Linked DNA regions of Ovis aries: region 1 is linked to region 2. The links are chromatin contacts, called in public Hi-C maps. All regions are on one chromosome and are shown on one strand. The core of a region is the stretch at or near the end of the contact, and the rest is flanking DNA. Distances in the headings are between cores, read along the strand shown. Region 1 has its middle 96 kb from the start of TRNAR-CCU. Region 2 has its middle 40 kb from the start of TARBP1.

Region 1 (6,723 bases), core at 2,597-5,096, 430 kb after region 2:
GCTAAGTGAAACACCACCTTCCAGTCTCCCACGTGGCCCTTTACATCTCTCTTTTGAATCCCTTCGGAGGGAGATAGGATTTCCCCCTACCCCCATTTTACAGATGAGGTGACTGAGGCCAAAGAAATGAATCGATTTTCCCCAGTGAAACTGGAAGCGACAGGATCAAGAATTCAACCTGTAGTCAAGGTCAGTCTTCATTTGGTCACACAGCCCCTCTAGGGTTTCCACAGCGTCACAGGTCACCCGGTTATCACACCTTTCAGCTAAAGATGCCAAAATCCCTCATCAGTAGAGAATTAACACCTTCTTGAAGACTTGGAAACTGATGCTTCTAAAAGCAAATAGATTTCCAAACTTTGGGTTAATGATAAAGCCAGAAAAACGCAAAAGACTCCTAGTTCCCTCTCCTCCTTTATCAATATATGACTTAGATTTAGGTGCCAAGTCAAATTTCTCCAGCACCATATCCTTCATGGTAACTTATTAAAGAGTAAATCAAAGTTTGCTCTAAGAGAAAAGTAAATACACCCAACTTTCCATACCGCAATGGACCTGGAGTCCACTTCCCGGTTCCCCTGCTGACTCAGGCTGTAATTGGAGATAAGTGCCTGGGGTGAGTGTTCCAGCATCCGTGTGCCCCCAGGGATGCTGGAGATGGAACCGCTGTCCCCACAGGAGCCTGCTCCCTTGGCGAGGAAAATCAGACCAAAGGTGATGCAGTGGTGCAAAGCTCTGCGTGCAGGTAGCAGCTGCTTGTCTTTGAGTCTCATGGAGAGAAAAGAAGTCAACGCTTTGTCACATCACCATGAAACCCTGCCGTTCTTTGACTCTGAACTCACCCATAATTGCTGGGAGTGAGGTGGGAAGGGCTGCACTTTTGGACTCAGATGGCAGGGAGGATAAGAACAAAGTTGGCAAAGAGTCAACTCCAATCGCACAGGGAGCATTTTCAGGGAAACAAATAAAAATAGCCAGAAATGGGTCAGACTCGGAGGTTAGAGACAGGAAACTGGGGCAGAGTCCTGAGTAGAAGGATAGAAATGTTACTTTTCAGGTCCAAAATCAGACAATCTGCCCCATCTGATTCCCTGCCCCACCCCCCTTTTATCCCTTCTCCTGTCCTTTTGGACGTACAGAAAACATACACTCAAAACACAATGAAAAAGACCAGCGTGCGATTGAATTCTTGCTCCCTCTTCTCAATTCTAAAACTCTCTCCCTTTTCCTTAGGCTGAAGACAACAGGGGTTTGAGTAGAACTCACTTGAGAGGCAGGCAGGCAGGAGAAATGTCACAGATCCTTTGCTTGCCTGTAAGGTTTCTGCGATCTCCATACACGTTGCTGACAGGAGAAAGGGGAGCAAATTAGAAGAACAGCACTTTGTACTGAAGTGATTGACCTCTTCCCAAGCAGGCTAACATACACCAGCATCCTTCCCGTAACTGCCCCCAGAGGTCTGTGATATTCCATGTGTCACACACAGTGGACACGCACGTGTGTGCAGGTACACAGAGGCAATACACACACCCACTCCGCATAGGCCCAGCGCTCCTGCAGGTCCACAGAACACAAACGCACACACAGTTCACACACACACAACACCCATGCACACATGCATAACCCAGAAAGTGGTTCTTGCTCTCAATGTAACCTTCGGCTCTTGGCGGTTCTCCTGAGCTCCCACTCTTGGCAGGATCACATTTCCCTATGACCTCAGTGACGTGACTGGGGCAGACTTACTGGGCTTATCAGAGAGAGAGAAAGAGAGAGGATGGGCAGAAAATTCTGATGTGCAATAATGCCAGGCAAATCATCAGGCCCACCCTAGAGGAATCACCAAGATGGGTTCATTTAGTAAGGATTGGCATACTCGACTGATAATTTGCTGGAACACTGGTGCATACCCTTCTTCCAAATGCTATGTCCTCTGAATTCACCGAAAAATAAAAGGAATTTGCCGGTTGTGTCCAACAACACAGGTAATACACATACAGGCATGTACACAAAGAGACATATATACCTACATACAAGCATACCAAGTGTTCACAAGGACTTTGGGAGGAATTGGGGTGTGGAGGTGGCTTCCCCCAAGTTGGCCTCTCTCCCCACTGCAGGCAAAGTACAGAAGTAGCCTTCTAAAAGTAGATTCATCCCACCAAACTGTCACACCCGAATCCCCTCCCGAGCACTCAGGGGATCAGAAGCCCCATCTGAAGTTTATTTCTAAAGCAGAATGTTTTTCACGCCAAGATAGCCCCACACATCCAGCCAACAGAATTGTTTGTGCGGCGGTCAGTTAGCCGTGTGACGCAGGAATGGCACCTGTTTTCATTTATTTCAGGACACAAGCAGGGGTCCTGGGAGCATCTGTCTCTCCAAGCCTCCCTCTCCTTATGAGAGGCTTTGGCTTCCAGAACAGCATAGCATTTACTCAAGGCTTAAAATTCCCAGAAGACTCAGGATATAGAGATGTTCCTGATGGTCTTTTTTCCAAATCATAAAATGTATTTGAAATCTGCTTGTTATCAATCTGGCCTCAAAGCTAATTGATCAAACATAGACCCACTGAAAAATCTGCAAGAATAGACCAGACAATTTTTTTTTTTTTAGCTTTGGGTTTTCAGGGAGGGATTTTTGGGAAGTGGGAGAGAAGTCACCCAGTTAAACTCCTGAAGAGCTGGGGCAAAATTCCCTTGTCAAGAACCAGTTTTTTTTTTTTTTAATGACAAAGTCACACAAGAGAGGAAATGAAAAGGGAAATTTTTAGACTTCTCATCCGTCCAGAAAGCCCCGGGCCTGTTTCAGAACCCTGTCAGGGTAACTGTCACCTGCGGTCACAGCACTGCAATCCCAAGAGGCCTTGCGTCACTGGCCATTATATCAATAAGGAACTACAATCACCAAACCACAAGCCAGCTTCTTTTCTGCGCCCACATGTTGCTTTAGAGGGTTTTTGAACAAGAGACTTTCCTGTTTTTGAAAGCCGTGAATCCACAGGTCTTACAGGTTACTCAAATGATCTTATCACTTGCAGCAACCACTGGCATGGATTTCAAAACTGCCTCCTCCAGCCCTGCCCTCCCCTCACTCCACAGACATCCACTTATTCACCAGCATTGGTACTTACAGGATCATGCTGCCAACTGCTGACACAGAAGAAAAACATAGTAGTTATACATTAAGCTGAACGGTTAGAGTATCTGTGCCAGGTCCTATCCAAACACCATTTATCCACTGACCAGAAGGAGGATAACCACCCTGAAGAAAACCCAACAATAACTGCTCTGCAGTCAGATCACTGATCCATAGTACAGCCATACTGTTTTTCATGCGAACACATACACACGGGGGCAAAGGTAGTGTCAGAAATCATCATGGTTCTTGGAAAAAGATTATATTCATCCCAGGGTGTGCAGCACGTCTACTGGAAAATGTTAACTACGTCCCAAACCACCAAATGAGGCTGCCGTCCAGATTGCTAGGAAATGAATGTAGAAAATCGTGGGGAGCGGGCTCCGAGCAACCTGGGTGAAAGATGTAAACTGGCCAATCTAAATCCTCCATGGTATGCAAGTCAGACTTGTTTTTCTCTGGAGCAAAGAGAAAGACTCAGATTACAGAGTGCACTATAGCGCGATGAGCTAAATCCACAAACAAATGTCTCTCTTTCCTGCTCAGCACGGCAGCTCAAGAGACAAGCGCCAAACCTAACAACTGCCCTTGATAGCCATCTCCTGGTTTAACTCCTACCCTGGCCGGGGGCCACTTGGCGTTGCTCAAGCAACGCCTGCAGAATCCATCCTGCACTACCTTGCTAGAGGCGTCCACCCTCTGGGCGCAGACCTGAAGTTACCAGAGAGCTTCCGGAAGGTGTTGCAAGTCCCTGCTCTCAGTAACTGTCCAATCAGAGCGAAGTATAAACCAGAAAAACTTTTATTCTGCAGCTACACCCAGTGACTCTAAGCTGACTCCACAGAATCCACATGGCAATAATGAATCTAGCAGACACTTATCTAACCTCACACTTCTCAGTCTTTTTGGGTTAGAATCAACACTTAGCTCATCAAAAAAACACACACTGTCCAAAAAGAACCCGCTCTCAGTTTGAGCATGCTGGTGTTTTGTTGATCTTCTTTTGTTTTTCTGCATTCCAATCAATCTGCTTGCGCTAAAATGTTGAGATAGACGCTGGAAAGCCAGAATGTTGTGATTTTTATGTTTGAGAGAGGATTCCTTCAAAATACCAAAAATCCTCTCTCTTGTGAAATGCTGAGTGTGAACAAGGAGATGAAGAAAACTGTCAGAAGTAAATCTCTCAACAATGATGACAGGTCTACTGTGGCCTAGCATGATGTATCCTCAGGGGAAAAAACAGTAAAAATCAAAGAATTCTGGAGACTTTCCACCCAGATCAAGAAGATATTTTTAATTATAATCCTCATTGGCAAGTAGTCTACTTCATTTTATGGAAAGCATCCTATTCTTCAAAAATGTTTTTAAAATAATCACTTTTTCTTTCGTCCTCTGGAAAACCCATGCTATAAAACAAACATAAACGTTGAACAGTTTTCCAATCCCTTCTGATAGTGGTAGTTTAGGACTCTTAGGCAAAGTGGGCTTCCCTGGTTCAGTTCAGTCAGTAAAGAATCTGCCTGCAATACAGAAGACCTAGGTTCTATCCTGGATTGGGAAGATGCCCTGGAGAAGGAAATGGCTACCTGGTCCAGTGTTCTTGCCTGGAGAATCCCATGGACAGAGGAGCCTGGCGGGCTACAGTCCATGGTGTCAAAAAGAGCCAGAAAGGACTGAGTGACTAGGCACAGGCCTAAACAGTCTTGCCTGACTTGGAACCTGCTGGACAATTACCCAACCAGCCTCTCACTTTGGCTGCGTGGACCACGGCTCTGTGTCCTCTCCCCAGGGGATAAACATTGCCCAATGAGGAAAATGTTGCCTCTCCCCTTTTACATCACCACTGACACCCCATCCTCAGGCAGGTGTCACCAGGCCCGCCTCCAGGACTGTATGTTCCCTACTATCCTGGGCTTTCGAGCTCAGATGCCAATGAGGGCACTAGGTAATGGGTATTTTTGACAAAGGACATTGCAGGAGGTCTTTCCACATCACTTATGGGAGTTCTCTATTTTGGGTCATCACCAATCCCCATTCACTCAGATCAACAAGGAAAATAACTCATACGAGCAAATGTAAGATGTCACCTTATAAGTGTGTCTATCCAAAGTTCCTCATGTTATAGAATGCTCACTCAGTTTCTTTATTTTAAATAACAAAATGCCCTTAAAGGCATTCAATCGATACAAGTTTAAGATGTTCATAGAGGTTGCCTAGAACAGTCGTGGGTGTTTTTGCTTTTTACAGTGTTTTTTAATTTTATTGGAGTATAATTGCTTTACAATGTTGTATTCGTTTCTGCTGTACAACAATATGAATCAGCTATAAGTATACATTTTATCCCCTCCCTCTTGAGCTTCCCTCCCAACTTCCCTTCATCACACCACTGTAGGTCATCACAGAGCACCAAGCTGAGCGCCCTGTGCTATACGGCAGCTTCCCGCTAGCTACCTATTTTCCACATGGTCATGTGTATATGTCAAGGCTACTTTCTCAGTTCGTCCCACCCTTTCCTTCCCCCGAATCCTGTGTCCACAGGTCCGAAGAACAGTTGTATTTTTTTAATCACAGTAAGGTAGGAGTTTTTGTAGTTATCCTTGAAGGTGTGACTCTAACTGCAAGTAACAATGTAAGCATGTTTTTTAAAGCTCATTTTTTATAAACTTATTATGAAAATTTGTAATCGAAAGAAGAGCATACAGTATGATGATATACTCTCTCTCCAGATTACTAATTACCCAGATTTTTTCCACATTTGCTTCACTGGTCCTTCTTCTTCTTTTTTTTTTTTTTTTTTTTTGTCTTTTATCTTTTTCTCTTTGCTGAATTGTCTCAAGGAAAATCCCAAACCTCACGTCATTTCACGCTTTGGTATCTGAGTATGCATCGTTAAAACGCATGAATATTATTTCCTAACCTAGGCACAACGCTGTTAAGATCTTTAATGGGTTAAGATCTTAACCCTGTTAAGATTTTTAAGCAGGACAAGAAGAAGTTACTTTAGGGATATCATAAATAGCATGTGGATATTAAGCTTGAGATAACATTTCCAGTGACTGCAAATACAAACTCAAAAATATGTGGGCAGAAGCAAGTTCTGGAAGATGGAGTGAGATCACTCAAAAGGGGGGCTCAAGTGATGACAAAGACAGGTGATGATGAAGAGTCTGGATAATGAGTTCAAAAGGGCAAGATTCTAAATACGTATATTTACACCTATAATTTTAAATAGGCATGTAATGAGACCAATAAATTAAATTTTATAACTAGAATTTTGACTATTCCACTTGCATCATTAAAAGTGTCCATATTCAACCCAGCCAAGAAAAGAGAAACAGACACGGGTGCACACACAGAAGACTTTTGTAACTTTTTCGTTGGGAAATGGGGTATTGCCTCATATTTGGAGTTGCATATATGGTGTCCTAAACCCATTGCCTGCCAGCCCTGCCAAGACTACTCTTCCTAAGGAAAGGATTCCTACTAGCCTCTACTAGACTCCAAGCACAGTGCCAAGCCCTGAATATATTGCCTGGAGAATCCCAGGGGCGGGGGAGCCGGGTGGGCTGCCGTCTATGGGGTCGCACA
Region 2 (7,246 bases), core at 2,166-4,665:
TGGATATATGGTTTGCAAATACTTTCTTCCATTCCACAGATGACTTTTCATTTTGTCAGTGGTTTCCTTTGCTGTGCAGGAGCTTTTTAGTTGGATATAGTCCCACTTGTTTATTTTTGTTTCTGTTGTGTTTACTTTCGGTGTTAAAAAAAAAAAGCATACCCAAGACAAAGGTTAACAGCTTTTTCTATAAAATTTATTCTATAAGTTTTATGGTTTTGCATCTGATACTTAAGCATTTAGCCCATTTTTGAGGTGATTTTTGTGTATGACGTAAGATAGTTCAGTGACATTCTTTTGCATGAAGGAATCTAGTTTTTAGAGCACCATTTTTTGAAGAGGTTTTTTCTTCCCTGGGCTTCCATGGTGGCTCAAATGGTACAGAATCTGCCTGCAGTTCTGGAGACATAGGTTCGATCTCTGGGTTGGGAAGATCCCCTGGAGAAGGGAATGGTTACCCATTTCAGTATTCTTGAAAATTCCATGGACAGGGGAGCCTGGCAGGCTACAGTCCATGGGGTCGCAAAGAGTCAGACATGACTGAGCGACTCAGCACAGCACAGCATAGGTTTATTTCTGAGCTGTCTATTCTGTTTCTTTGATCTATGTGTCTGTTCTTAATGCCAATACCATGCTGTTTTGATTGTAATAGCTTTGTAATATACTGGTGGCCCCTGAACAACAGGAGTCTGAATTTCATGAGTCAACTGGAACACAGATGTTTTTCAATAGATACGAATTGCAATAAAATGCAATCTGATCCCTGGTTGGTAGAATCCAAGGCTACTGAACTCTGGATGAAGAGGATGGCTGACTGTGAAGTGACATGCAGCTTTGCAACTGTGTAAAGGGCTGGCACCTTGTGTGTTGTTCAAGGTCAACTGTAGTTTGCAATCAGGATGGATGGTGCCTCCAGATTTGTTCTTCTTTCTCAAGATTGCTTTGGCTCTTCAGGATCTTTTGTGGTTCCACAGAAATTTTTGGATTGTTTGTTCTAGTCTGTGAAAAATGCCATCAGTATTTTGATAGAGATTGCACAGAATCTGTAGATTGCTAGGGTAGAATAAAGTTTAAACAATATTAATTCTTCCAATTCATTTATTTGTTTCTCCCTTAATTTCTTTCATCAGTGTTTTATAGGTTTCAGTATACAGTTCTTTCACTTCCTTGGTTAAATGTTTTCCTATGTATTTTATGTTTTCTGATGCTATTGTCAAGGTAATTGTTTTCTTAATTTCTCTGAAAGATTGTTGCTGTAGAGAAATTGAACTGATTTTTGTATATTGATTTTATATCCTGCAACTTTACTGAATTTGTTTATTGGTTCTAACAATTTTTGGTGGAGTCTTAAGGGTTTTCTATATATAATATCATTTCATCTGCAAACAGACACAATTTTACTTCTTCCTCTTGGACAAAAGTATTATTTAAATGTGCAGGGTGAATTCAAGGAAAGCACAGGGGTGAAAGAGCATGGCACCATACCCACATTACAAGACTAAAAACTTACTGCCACTTCTTCCCAGTTGGTTGCTGGGCACACTAAGTTTTATGAGCATTTGAAAAAGAAGATTTCATCAGTCATTCAAAGGCATGGATTTTAAATGCAATTACTGTATATAATTAGCTGTTTCATCTCCGGGTGCCAGTGAATTTGGAATTTAATCTCTGATTGCACAAAATAGAATACTAAGCAGCTTACTCTGTCTAAGGGCTGGTAGAGTTGTTTATTGGTGTATGGATAACGCAGCCAAATTCCTTACAGCTACCATAGACAAACATCACAGAGAAAAGGATAGTGTGGGACTCCCCGCGTGGTCCAGCGGTTAAGACCCTGTGCTTTCAGTGGAGACGGTGTCTCTTTTGGGAGACTAAGACACCATATGCCATGCAGCAAAGAAACAAACAAAAAAAGACAAGGACGCAGAAAAGCTACCGGCTCTTAAAAGAGGTTTAGGCATCTTTAACCTTGTGCTGAAGACACTGTTCAAAAGTCTTCTTTTGATGACCCTCCCATTGCCTTGCTCATGCAAGGTGGACTCCATCCCCACTCTCACCTCAACATAGCACCTACTAGATTGTTTCCATGTCTGCTTTTCTTACAGGATTATAAGCTTCAGGAGGGCAGAGGCCATCTCTTATTAAACTTCGTGTTTCTGCCATAAAGCACAGTGCCTTGGTATACCATAAATGAATACATGGATGAGCTGCCAATTAAAATCAGCAGATTTACAAAATCAGCAGTCTATTTAAATAGTTGTTTTGTATGTCTCTAAAGAAAAACAAACTGTTTAAATGATATTTACTTCTAAGCCCTTTTCCAAGATAAAGCTTCAGCAAAATCCAATTTTTTTCACAGGTTGGGTGGTCCCTTTTCAGCCTTGCATCTAAGCTTTTGTCATCACTGCAGGAGAATTCACAGAGTCCAAAATTTTCAGTGACACAGCCAACCTCCACCCCCACCCCCGCCACGTTGGGGGGATGCCTGTTGTATATCTATGGACACTAGTAGGTAGGTACCTTTAGTCCCTGAGTCGTGTCCAACTCTTTCCGACCCCGTGGGCTGTATGCTGCCAGGCTCCTCTGTCCGTGAGATTTCCCAGGCAAGAATACTTGAAGTGGGTTGCCATTTCTTTCTCCAGGGGATCTTCCTGACCCAGGTATGGAACTTGGTCTTTTGCACTGCAGGCAGACTGTTTGCCAACTGAGCCACCAGGTAAGCCCCTTGTGTACACTAACAATGACTTGAGAACAATAGTTGCATATATATTAATAGAGGTAGGCCATTAAGTTTAAGTGGGTCTTTATCCGGCCTTAATTCTGGTTTCGGTTCATAGTATATCTGTGAAGTTTTTTTAGTTATTACTGTGATGTAAGCTTCCTGAAACCAAGAAGTGTATCAGTGTTGTTCAAAGCTATATACTCAGCAAACTCAACAGTCCCTGGATCATAGGCAATGCTCAAAAATACTTCCTGAGTGACTGAATTTGTATACGTGGCAGCCACTGGGATAGAAGGTGGCTATTGAAAAATTGAGAGCTACTTTGTTTCCAAAATAATTTCAGTGGACTAAAAGCCGAAAGAGCAGAAATACCACAGGCGTCAAAAGTTTTGTGGGTTTTTCTTGTAATGACTTTTATCCCCAAGGGGGTAAAAGAAACCCCTAAAATCTGTGTAGGGAACACAAAGCAAGAAAATTCCTCCTTAAAACATGTCTATAGTAAAAGCTTTCTCGGGGCCCCACAGGAAAGGTCCTTCAGAGGACCGTAGCAGCGCCCCCATCTTGGGAGTGGCCTGGACAAATCAGTACAACAGAGACCCAACAGGCAACACACAAAAGAAACTGTAAGAGCAGATGGAAGGGACTTCCGGGGTCCTCCAGGAGAAGGCAGCGTATCCATCCGCAGGTGGAACGCATGTGCGCGGTCGGTGTGCGGTTTGTGATTCGCCGGTATCCCTGCCGCTGCGGAAGTGAGCTCAACAGCAAAAAAAAACAAACAAACAAACAGAAACTTTGCTGTGGTTTCTGAAGACTGGGGTTTCCATAGGTGACTCGAGAGGTTTTGTAACTTCCACATGAAGCTATTTGCCAAATGACTCACTCCAGAGCCGGAGAAAGATTGATCCACCCCCGTCAGCCCCCTCTCTGTTGTCATGACCGCCAGAGAGACACTGGGGAAGGAAAATGGGGACATTCCAGTTTTTCCTGTGTTCCAGTCTCTCAGGTCCACTCCCTCTGCAGGGAAAGGAAAACTCTGGGTACCAGGTTCATTTAGCTGATCCTTGGTGAGGTGAGGCCAGCCCTCGCCTCTTCTGTCACTTCTCCAGGTACTAAGGACCCCAGGGAGCTCTGGCCAGCGTAGTGAAAGTGAAGTTGCTCAGTCGTGTCCGACTCTTTGCGACCCCATGGACTGTAGCCTACCTGGCTCCTCTGTCCATGGGATTTTCCAGGCAGTAGTACTGGAGTGGATTGCCATTTCCTTCTCCAGGGGATCTTCCCGACCCAGGGATCGAACCCAGGTCTCCTGCATCGTAGACAGACGCTTTACCGTCTGAGCCACCAGCTGGGTCCCCCTGCCCCTCGGTCAGGCACCCCGTGTGCACGTCTGTGTCCGTGAGTGTGTGCAGGAGGAATGTTCGAGGAAGTCCAGGCGTGACTCTCTAAACAGTTTCTCACTCTTCAATTGGTAGACCAATCCTTTAGGGACCATTCTCCTGCCTGAGAATGTTTGCATCTGGAATATAGTGATCGTGAAAAACACTAGGTCCTCTTCGCAGAGATGAGTCAAACCCTCTGTGCACCGCAGCCATGAGAATGCCACCATTCCTTTTTTTTTTTTTTTTTGCCTGTGCTGGGTCTTTGTTGCGGCATTCAGGCTTTTCTCTAGTTGCAGCGCCTGAGGTTCTCTTGTGGAGCATGGGCTCAGTGGTTGTGGCTCCGGGGCTGAGTTGCCACCTGGCATGAGGAGTCTTAGTTCCTCCCCCAGGGATGGAATCCACGTCCCCTGCACTGGAAGGTGGATTCGAACCATTGGACAATCAGGGAAGTCCCCCATTCTTTTGTGCTGCTTCTCTCTTTTCCCTGCAGTCATGCCCTGTGGTTGGACTGCTTGCTAGACCTCGGTGCCCCCAGCCAGGGCTGTAGGTCACTGAAAGCAGAATTTGGGGTTCCCCAGCTAGGATAGGCTGGCTCTACCCTCTATAAGGGATCGATGTTGATATGCAGCCCCATCAAGGTGTGGGTCATCTGTTGTTTTCACCAGTCGGTTTCCTTGTCTGCAGCTGCCCTTCCTTTTCACCAAGACCAGATGTTGCTGACTGATGCAGTCTCACTTGCTAACCGCAAAGGTTTGTCCTTCTAAATGGTCTCCTGGGACTTCCCTGGTGATCCAGTGGTTAAGATTTCACCTCCCATTGCAGTGGGGGCAGGTTCAATTCCTAGTCGGGGAGCTGAGATCCCACATGCCTCTTGGCCAAGAAAACAAAACATAAAAACAGAAACAACACTGCAACAAATTCAATAAAGACTTTACAAATGGTCCACATCGAAGAAGACCCTTTAAAAAACAATCAAGTAAATTCTTTTATGAATTCTGTCTGGTGAAGTTCTCTATGTGCTAACAGCAACAGGAGTTGAGGTATATCCATCACTTTCATGCCAGGCACTTAGCCAAACCCACTGCAAGCTTCCTCTTATTTAAGCCCTAGGGTATTTCTTAAACTAACTGGCATGATGTCCATTTTCCAGATGAGGAAACTGAGGCTTCCAGAAAATAAAATCCTGCTTGAAATCACACAGCGCTCAAGGGGCAGAGGCTAGGTGGATACCCAGGAGGTTGGACCCCAAAACCCTTGCTCTGAATCGTAGCCACCAGGCTTGGCCAGCTTCACAGCATCTCAGCCCATGGGGGATGTATGGAGTTTGGCAAAAAGGGAAGAAAAGGATGAGAAAACTGATTTTGGATGTACAAGCTCTGGGTGAGGGTTAACACATCCTTTTTCCACTGCATTATACACAGTTATGCTATTTTCCTGCTTGGCTCCCAAGGGAAAGAGAGAGAGAGTCTAGTTCAAGGCTGTCCCAGCACCACCCAGGTTGTCTGTCTCTGGCCCTGTGATGACTGCTGGGCTCCTTTGCTGCCTCTCCAGTCCTGCCAGGGGACAAGTGCAGTCTGGAGACCATGGGCTCTTGCTGGTCCAAGTGGCATGTAAACCAGAGAGCTCCTCTGTGGGCACCCAGTTGAAAGGTCAGGGCGAGGTCAGGATGAAGGGTCAGGGCAAGGCCAGGAAGAAAGGTCAGGGCGAGGTCAGGCACGCCTGGGCATGCCCGGGCATGTCCGGACATGTCCCAGTAGAGGGCGCTGCAGACAAGCCCCGGAGACGGACCGGCAACCAAGCCGACCAATCAGGAGCCGACACGAAGCCCTCGCTGTCCAATCAGGAGCTGATATGGAGCCCTTGGACACCAATCACCGCTGAGCCCGCGTTTTCCTCCTTATATGGGAGCCCCGGCCAGGATTATAAAACCCTTTCCCCACCCCTCACACCTCGCAGACTCCACAGACTCCTTTTCCCCTGCAGACTCCTTTACCCCGCTGACTCCCTTTGCTTCGCAGACCACAATCCCCCCCCCCCCCACCCCTGCTCCCTTGCTTACCCGCCCCTGGGAGTTCTGCCGGAGAGCGACCGCCCAATAAAAAGGCCCTGAACAACGGTCCATAGGGGTGGTTCCTTCTTCCCGAGGCGTTTCTTACACCAGTGAAGCAAGGAGAAGAGGGATGTGGGTTCAGTTGACCCCCGCCCCAACCTCACCTGGAGTTGAACTTCATCCTTACTGCTCACATCCACACTGCCCGTAGCCTCAATGGTCCTTGAGCTTCACATTCTACTGGACAGGGCACTGCACTTGGCAAAGAGGACCATGGTCTGACCCCAGAGGAGAGCAGGCCGAAATGCTGAGAAAGACACAGACCTGGGCAGCAAGACCAGTTCTTAGCCCTGACACCAACTTGGCCATACCAGCAAAGCCATTCAACTTCTCTGGATTTCTTATTTCTCATTCTCAAAATGAATGAGGAGCTTGGGTTTCACTCAGTCTCTAAAAATTCCTTTCAATGCTAAGACCCAGTGATTCTAAATGTCTCCCCTCCTGGGCAGCCCCATTTCCATTCTCCTCCTGTGAACCAGGGGACCTTCTTCAGTGGGGATGATGGCCGAGTTCCCAGGAGGCTGTGCACCAAGGGCACAGCGATTACAGAACAGAAGGGGGATTGTTCCATCTGCTGGCAGGAGGAAGTGGCATCCTCCACAGCCCTGCTCAGAGGCAGATTTCAGAGCCACAGAATTCTTAGGGCTCTCAGTGCATTTCCAGAGGATGAGACCTACGACCTCCCCGGGAGCTGGTGATGAAAGGCGCCCCTCCGCAGTTGAGACTGATGCTCACACAGGCGGAAGTGGCTTTTCCCCCAAATCCTCCATCATTGTCACTCATGATTAAGTGAATTTAATAACAGTGCCCCTCCCCACCAACCAAATGACTTCTCTCCAAATTTATGATGTTCCAACTATTGACTGTGATTAACTGCTATAGCCACTGCATAACAATCTGGAGGGCTATTGTGCAGGGGAAACCTCCTTGAACTTCAAGGAGCTTTGCTCACTTTTCAGAAAGAGAGAAGGCAGGGGCATTAGCTGGAGGCTCTCTTATCCACTTGGCTATTTGTTGTTGTTGTTCAGTCACTCAGTT

Evidence for each region. Hi-C and Micro-C count contacts between places; a contact is called where the count stands out from the background.
Region 1: a contact with region 2 is called in a Hi-C map of liver, with 3 times the contacts expected there. The contact joins two enhancer-like sites. A contact is called at or near these places in 5 of 16 Hi-C or Micro-C datasets (blood, hypothalamus, liver and 1 more).

What each region holds. Positions count from the first base shown.
Region 1 is chr25:7,116,700-7,123,422 of ARS-UI_Ramb_v3.0, forward strand. No RefSeq gene overlaps it. Among named protein-coding and RNA genes, the nearest start is that of TRNAR-CCU, 96 kb to the right of the region's middle. Within about 2 kb of position 3,847, at least 33 of the 54 cell types and tissues checked have an H3K27ac peak or open chromatin away from gene starts, as enhancers often do. A contact at or near this core is called in liver, where this site is marked.
Region 2 is chr25:6,689,061-6,696,306 of ARS-UI_Ramb_v3.0, forward strand. No RefSeq gene overlaps it. Among named protein-coding and RNA genes, the nearest start is that of TARBP1, 40 kb to the left of the region's middle. Within about 2 kb of position 3,416, at least 4 of the 54 cell types and tissues checked have an H3K27ac peak or open chromatin away from gene starts, as enhancers often do. A contact at or near this core is called in liver, where this site is marked.